Regions from separate parts of the Sus scrofa genome. Here region 1 is linked to region 2. The links are chromatin contacts, called in public HiChIP or PLAC-seq maps. All regions are on one chromosome and are shown on one strand. The core of a region is the stretch at or near the end of the contact, and the rest is flanking DNA. Distances in the headings are between cores, read along the strand shown. Region 1 overlaps GABPB2 (GA-binding protein subunit beta-2). Region 2 holds the start of LYSMD1 (LysM domain containing 1).

Region 1 (2,700 bases), core at 169-2,668, 62 kb after region 2:
CCCCCTTTTTAGGGCTGCACCCTTGGCACAGGAAGTTCCCAGGTTAGAGGTCGAATTGGAGCTGCATCTGCTGGCAGCCTATGCCACAGTCACAGCAATGCCAGATCCAATCCTCATCTGTGACTTACATGACAGCTCTCAGCAATGCCGGATCCTTAACCCACTGTGTGAGGCCAGAGATTGAACCCGTGTCCTCATGGACACTAGTTGGGTTCATTACAGCTGAGCCATGATTGGCACGCCCCTATTTTATTCTAATTCTCTCATAAAATACTCAGGGAACCATGGAACTCCCATTGTGGCACAGCAGAAATATACATATACACTCAGGGAACCAAACAGTCTGAGTGGAACATAGTGCTTGACCTCTAGAAAGGAGACTGTATGTATCTATTGACTACAAAAGAGCAATATTCAAAACTACAGCTTATACCCTCATTTTCCTATTTTCATGTTTTTCTTATCACTGAGACTATCCTACCAAATGCTGACATAGGAACACACAAATGAAATAAATAAGGAGAGTTCCCGTCGTCGCTCAGTGGTTAACAAATCCAACTAGGAACCATGAGGTTGTGGGTTCGATCCCTGGCCTTGCTCAGTGGGTTAAGGATCCGGCATTGCCGTGAGCTGTGGTGTAGGTTGCAGACTCGGCTCGGATCCCATGTTGCTGTGGCTCTGGTGTAGGCTGGCAGCTATAGCTCCAATTCGACCCCTAGCCTGGGAACCTCCATATGTCGCGGGAACGGCCCAAGAAATAGCAAAAAGACAAAAACAAAAAAAAAACAAAAACAAAAAAACAAAAAAAAACCTCCCAAAAAACAAGGAATAGCAATTTTTAGGGTTTTTAATTTTTTTTTATCTTTTTAGGGCAGCACCCATGACATATGGAGGTTCCCAGGCTAAGGGGTCCAATCAGAGCTGTAGCTGCTGGCCTACACCTACACCACAGCCACAGCAACGCCAGATCCGAGCCGTGTCTGTGATCAACACCACAGCTCACAGCAACACCAGATCCTTAACCCACTGAGCGAGGCCAGGGATTGAACCCCCAACCTCATGGTTCCTAGCCAGATTAATTGCTACTTTGCCAAGACAGGAACTCCAGGAACAAGCAATTTTTAGATATATCCTTCATGGAGGTTGGAATATATGTGACAATGTCAATGTCACTAGTAATAAATAAAACAACGCTGTTAATATTTTACCACAGTTAAACACCCCCCCACACACACACAATAAGGCTTTTTTTTTTTTTTTTTTGGCTTTTTAGGGCCGCACCTGAGGCATATGGAGGTTCTAAGGCTAGGGGTCCAATTGGAGCTACAACTGCTAGCCTACACCACAGCCACAGCAATTCAGGATCCGAGCCTCATCTGCAACATACACAACTCACGGCAACGTCAGATCCTTAACCCACTGAGCAAGGCCAGGGATCAAACCTGCAACCTCATGGTTCCTAGTCAGATTCATTTCTACTTCACCTTCGAGGGAACTCCACAATAAGGCTATTAATTAAAGTTCAAGTAAGACAAACATCAGGTAGGCCACCAAGCTAAAGAAGAATACCTGGGTAGAACTGCTTCATTAGAAAGGCATTATCTGCTTTTAAGCATGATTCCAACCGAAGTGTACTTTCCCTTTGAGTCAAACATAAATGACTCACCCAACTTCCCCTCAACAGTAAAATTAAGAAAGAACACTTGTGAAATATTAGATGTAGTATTCTGACACACGCAGTTCAAACTGAATAGAGACAATGCAAATTACCTCTTTAGACTTATCCCAGGGAGTTCTAGGAAAAGTATTTTATTGTTCAATGTTAATTGCTTGGGGAGTGGGGGGGTGCACTGAGGGTTTGGGATGGAAATGCTATAAAATTTGGTTGTGATGATCATTATACAACTATAAAATGTAACAAAATTCATTGAGGAATTAAAAAAATAATGTTAATTGCTTCATTCTCCTTAATATAAGACCCTGTATCTAACAAACTAAAATGTGCACGGTTGCTGTTGCTTTTGGAAGGGAAATGGCATTGTTAGTGACAACTTGTTACTTGTTCAAAATGGGGGTTATATAAATAAGATTTTTAGACTAGGATTTAGGGGAGTGTGCTATGATCAGCTATGCAACCTCAATAAGTTAGTGAAAACTAAATCCAGAAAAATAGAGTAACTTGCCCAAGGTCGTATAGCTAGTAAATATAAGAACCCAGATGAGAACCTATTTCATTGGATAGCAAAGCCTCTACTATTTATGAATCAACACAAAACAATTTATTTATTTACTATTATTATTATTTTTAGGGGCGCACTCACAGCATATGGAGGTTCCCAGCCTAGGGGTCAAACTGGAGCTACCACTATAGGCTTATGTCACAGCCACAGCAACACAGGATCTAAGCTGCGTCTTCGACCTATACCACAGCTCAGGGCGACGCCAGATCCTTAACCCACTGAGGCCAGGGATCAAATCCACAACCTCATGGTTCCTAGTCAGATTTGTTTCCACTGAGCCACGACGGGAACTCCAACACAAAACAATTTATATTTGACTTTAGCGTACATCTTAGGATTCTGCAGAAAGAGGAAATTTATCTTCATAACGTTGTTTTGCCCTGATTCATGTTTAAATTAGCGTGCCTTCCAAAATCATTGCAGTTTGATAGTGACACTGATGATGAGGAATATCTTTAGT
Region 2 (2,700 bases), core at 161-2,660:
CAGACCTGTTCTTTCGGCGGCAGCAACTGTTATAGTGAGGAGCTCTGTGCAGAGCACTCTGGGTAATAAGTCGAGTCTGGGTTAACAGAGGAGCCTGGCATGGAGATGGGAGACAAAGTCAGAACCTTCAGAGCTAGAAAGAATCCAGAGCCTTCAAGCCTAAGGTGTGCAGCCTGGAACACACCCTCCCCTCTCTGATTACCTCTGCTTTGGTCTCTTCTCTCCTCAATTCATTCTGTTGTCTTGGATTTGGCTCCAGGCCCTTTCCTGGGTGCTTCTTGCCATAGAAAAGCTGCAGGCCTCAGGAGAAAGGGAAAGAGAATTAAAAGGAGGGCACCCAGAGTGAATAAACCCTTTAAGGGTTTATTCTCTATGCTCTGTCTTCCCACAAACTTACTGGACAGATGTTTCTTGCCTGCACGGTGGGCAGTCAACATGGCCAGGGTGTCCAGTACCGGTCGGTGAGGACAGATGGCACAAGCAAAGCTAGAGAGGAGGAGAGAAGATAATTGGTTCCTGGGGAGTGGAGTCTCTGCCATAGGTTCCACCACAGCCTAGAACTCCTTTCCAAAGCCCAAATCCCAAGTCTCCCAGTCTCCACCACCAACATCCCTGTTACTCACTCCCCGCCAAAGATTCCTTGTTCTTTCCAATCTGCTTAATAACAAAAGTTTGTTGAGCCTCTAACCGCAGAACCCCCAGGCTTGATCCACTCCTAGTCCTCACCGTCCATCCCGTAGCATCAACGCCTCATCCTCTGGGATGTAACTCGCCAGCAGGTCCCCGACTCTCCGTTTCTGCAGGGAACAAGGGAAGAAATGAGGACGGGGTCAGCTGGATATGAGGGAGGAACAAAAAGGAAATGACAAGGACGAGGACTCAAAGGGAATAAAGGCCACAAGAAGGGTAGAGATCTGGGCTGAAGAAGGGGTGTCGGCCCAGTTCCAATCGTCTGGCTTCCTCCGCCCCCCTCCCCCGAGTTGTTGCCACAGCAACAAAACAGCTCCCTCACAGCCTTCAGACGGCAACTGAAGCTGCTCCAGATGCTCTCCTCTCGCGCTTACTTTGAGCACATTGAGTTGACTCCAATCGTCCCCTTCCCTCTTGAAAGACATCACGACTGTGAGAGCCCCAGAAATATAAGTTTTATCGCGCCGCGTTCGCCACTCCTTTCAGGCCACCGTAGCAAGAGTGGGACGTCTCCTTTCTTTCCTGTCTCTTTCCGGTTGGCCCCCTTACTTCCGGGATGCGCTTCCACGCATGCGCCGCGCGATCCCGAAAACCCGCCTCTAGCCCATAGAGGGGACTGCATTTCCTATGGTGCTCTGCGACCCCGCCGGCGCGGAGCCTTTTGGGAAATGAAGTCTTTTTTCAAAGAGCTTGCCGCCCTGCCCGATTCAGGCCCTTGCATCTTGGCAGATTAGAGGCGTTTGGAGAAAGAGGAACCTAGCTGTGGATCCCGAGTTTGAGAGTGTGACTGATTTGATGCGGAGCGTACCTTTGAGGATCTCTCAGGGGAAAGTGTGCTACAGATTCTCGCGGTCATCACGCCCTTCGCCTGAGGCCACAGCCCACCTGGAGTGGGCCTGATTAGTTCCCGACCCTAGCGACCAAGCCCGGGACGCGCGGAATCGGGGTTGGGGGCTGGGAGGTCTGGCGGACCGACCTGGGGGCAAACTCTGTAGTGTAGAGGAGGGTGTCTAGTGGTCAAAGGTCAGAGGTCAATGTCGCGAGTTGTGGGGGATCGAAAGTCGGAGGGGTACTAAGGAGAAACTCAGGTAGGGACTGAACAGTCAGGTTACAGGTTTGTGGGAAAAGGCCTTGGAAGGCGGGGAAGCCAGGAGTCAGAGGTCGCCTAGTGGGGGGAAGGCGGAGAGACTTAGGAGAGAACACAGAAAGGGAAAGGAATCCTCCAGATTTTCATTCCCAGACCCCGGGCCTGTCACTATCGGTCACTTGGCCGGGCCTCCCGCAGTTGCAACTCCAGTTGTCCGCAGGGTGAGGAGATGGCCTCTCCCTCTAGACAGGCCCCCCTCGGGGGGTCAGGACTGCTTCAAGGGAGCCGGGCTCGTTCTTATGGAAGCCTTGTGCAGTCTGCCTGCTCCCCGGTGAGGGAAAGACGCCTGGAGCATCAGTTGGCGCCCGGAGACACCCTGGCTGGACTAGCACTCAAATACGGGGTGACGGTGAGTCTTCCAGGATTGGGACGCAGACACTCAGAAAAGATTTATTCCTCATGAGGATATAGTGGCCCTCTGGGCAACTTCACCTGAAATTTTCCTAATTGTGTCTAAATTAGTTAATTGTGATAAATTAATTGACAAGGGTCCCATCTCGTGTTGCACTGTCTGGTTGAGACAAATCCTGTCTCAATATCCCGGTGGAGGTGAGCAGCTCTTATTTATTATACCAGTCACTATACTAAAGACTTTACATCCATTAGCGCATCTGATCGTCACATCCCTATCAAGCATACAATTATTATACCCTTTTTATAGGTGAAGAAACTGAGACTTAGATTGGTTAACCAATTTGACCAAGGTCAAATAACTAGTAAGTGCTGGAGTGAATATTCAAACAAATCTATCTTACTCCAAAGCCCATACCCTTTTGTTTTATTTTGTTTTGGCCAGGGATTGGCCAGGAAGTTCCTGGGCTAGGTATTGAACCCTCACCACAACAGAGACACAGCAGTGATGC

The links. HiChIP or PLAC-seq counts read pairs in DNA pulled down with a chosen protein or histone mark.
Region 1: an H3K27ac HiChIP or PLAC-seq map of alveolar macrophages shows a contact between it and region 2. The contact joins the enhancer-like site here to the promoter of LYSMD1 in region 2. A contact is called at or near these places in 21 of 47 Hi-C or Micro-C datasets (adipose tissue, alveolar macrophages, brain and 13 more) and 2 of 2 datasets of contacts at active chromatin or transcription factors (alveolar macrophages and skeletal muscle).

What each region holds. Positions count from the first base shown.
Region 1 is chr4:98,142,938-98,145,637 of Sscrofa11.1, forward strand. The region is part of intron 5 of GABPB2 (GA-binding protein subunit beta-2); the gene reads right to left. Among named protein-coding and RNA genes, the nearest start is that of GABPB2, 20 kb to the right of the region's middle. Within about 2 kb of position 1,419, at least 2 of the 83 cell types and tissues checked have an H3K27ac peak or open chromatin away from gene starts, as enhancers often do. A contact at or near this core is called in alveolar macrophages, where this site is marked.
Region 2 is chr4:98,081,141-98,083,840 of Sscrofa11.1, forward strand. LYSMD1 (LysM domain containing 1) reads left to right here and starts at 1,411. Exons shown (of 3, transcript NM_001243501.1): 1 at 1,411-2,186. The coding sequence starts at 2,007. It overlaps SCNM1 (sodium channel modifier 1), which reads right to left and starts at 1,234. Exons shown (of 7, transcript XM_001929657.4): 1 at 1,065-1,234; 2 at 727-797; 3 at 398-486; 4 at 203-300; 5 at 6-94. The coding sequence starts at 1,115.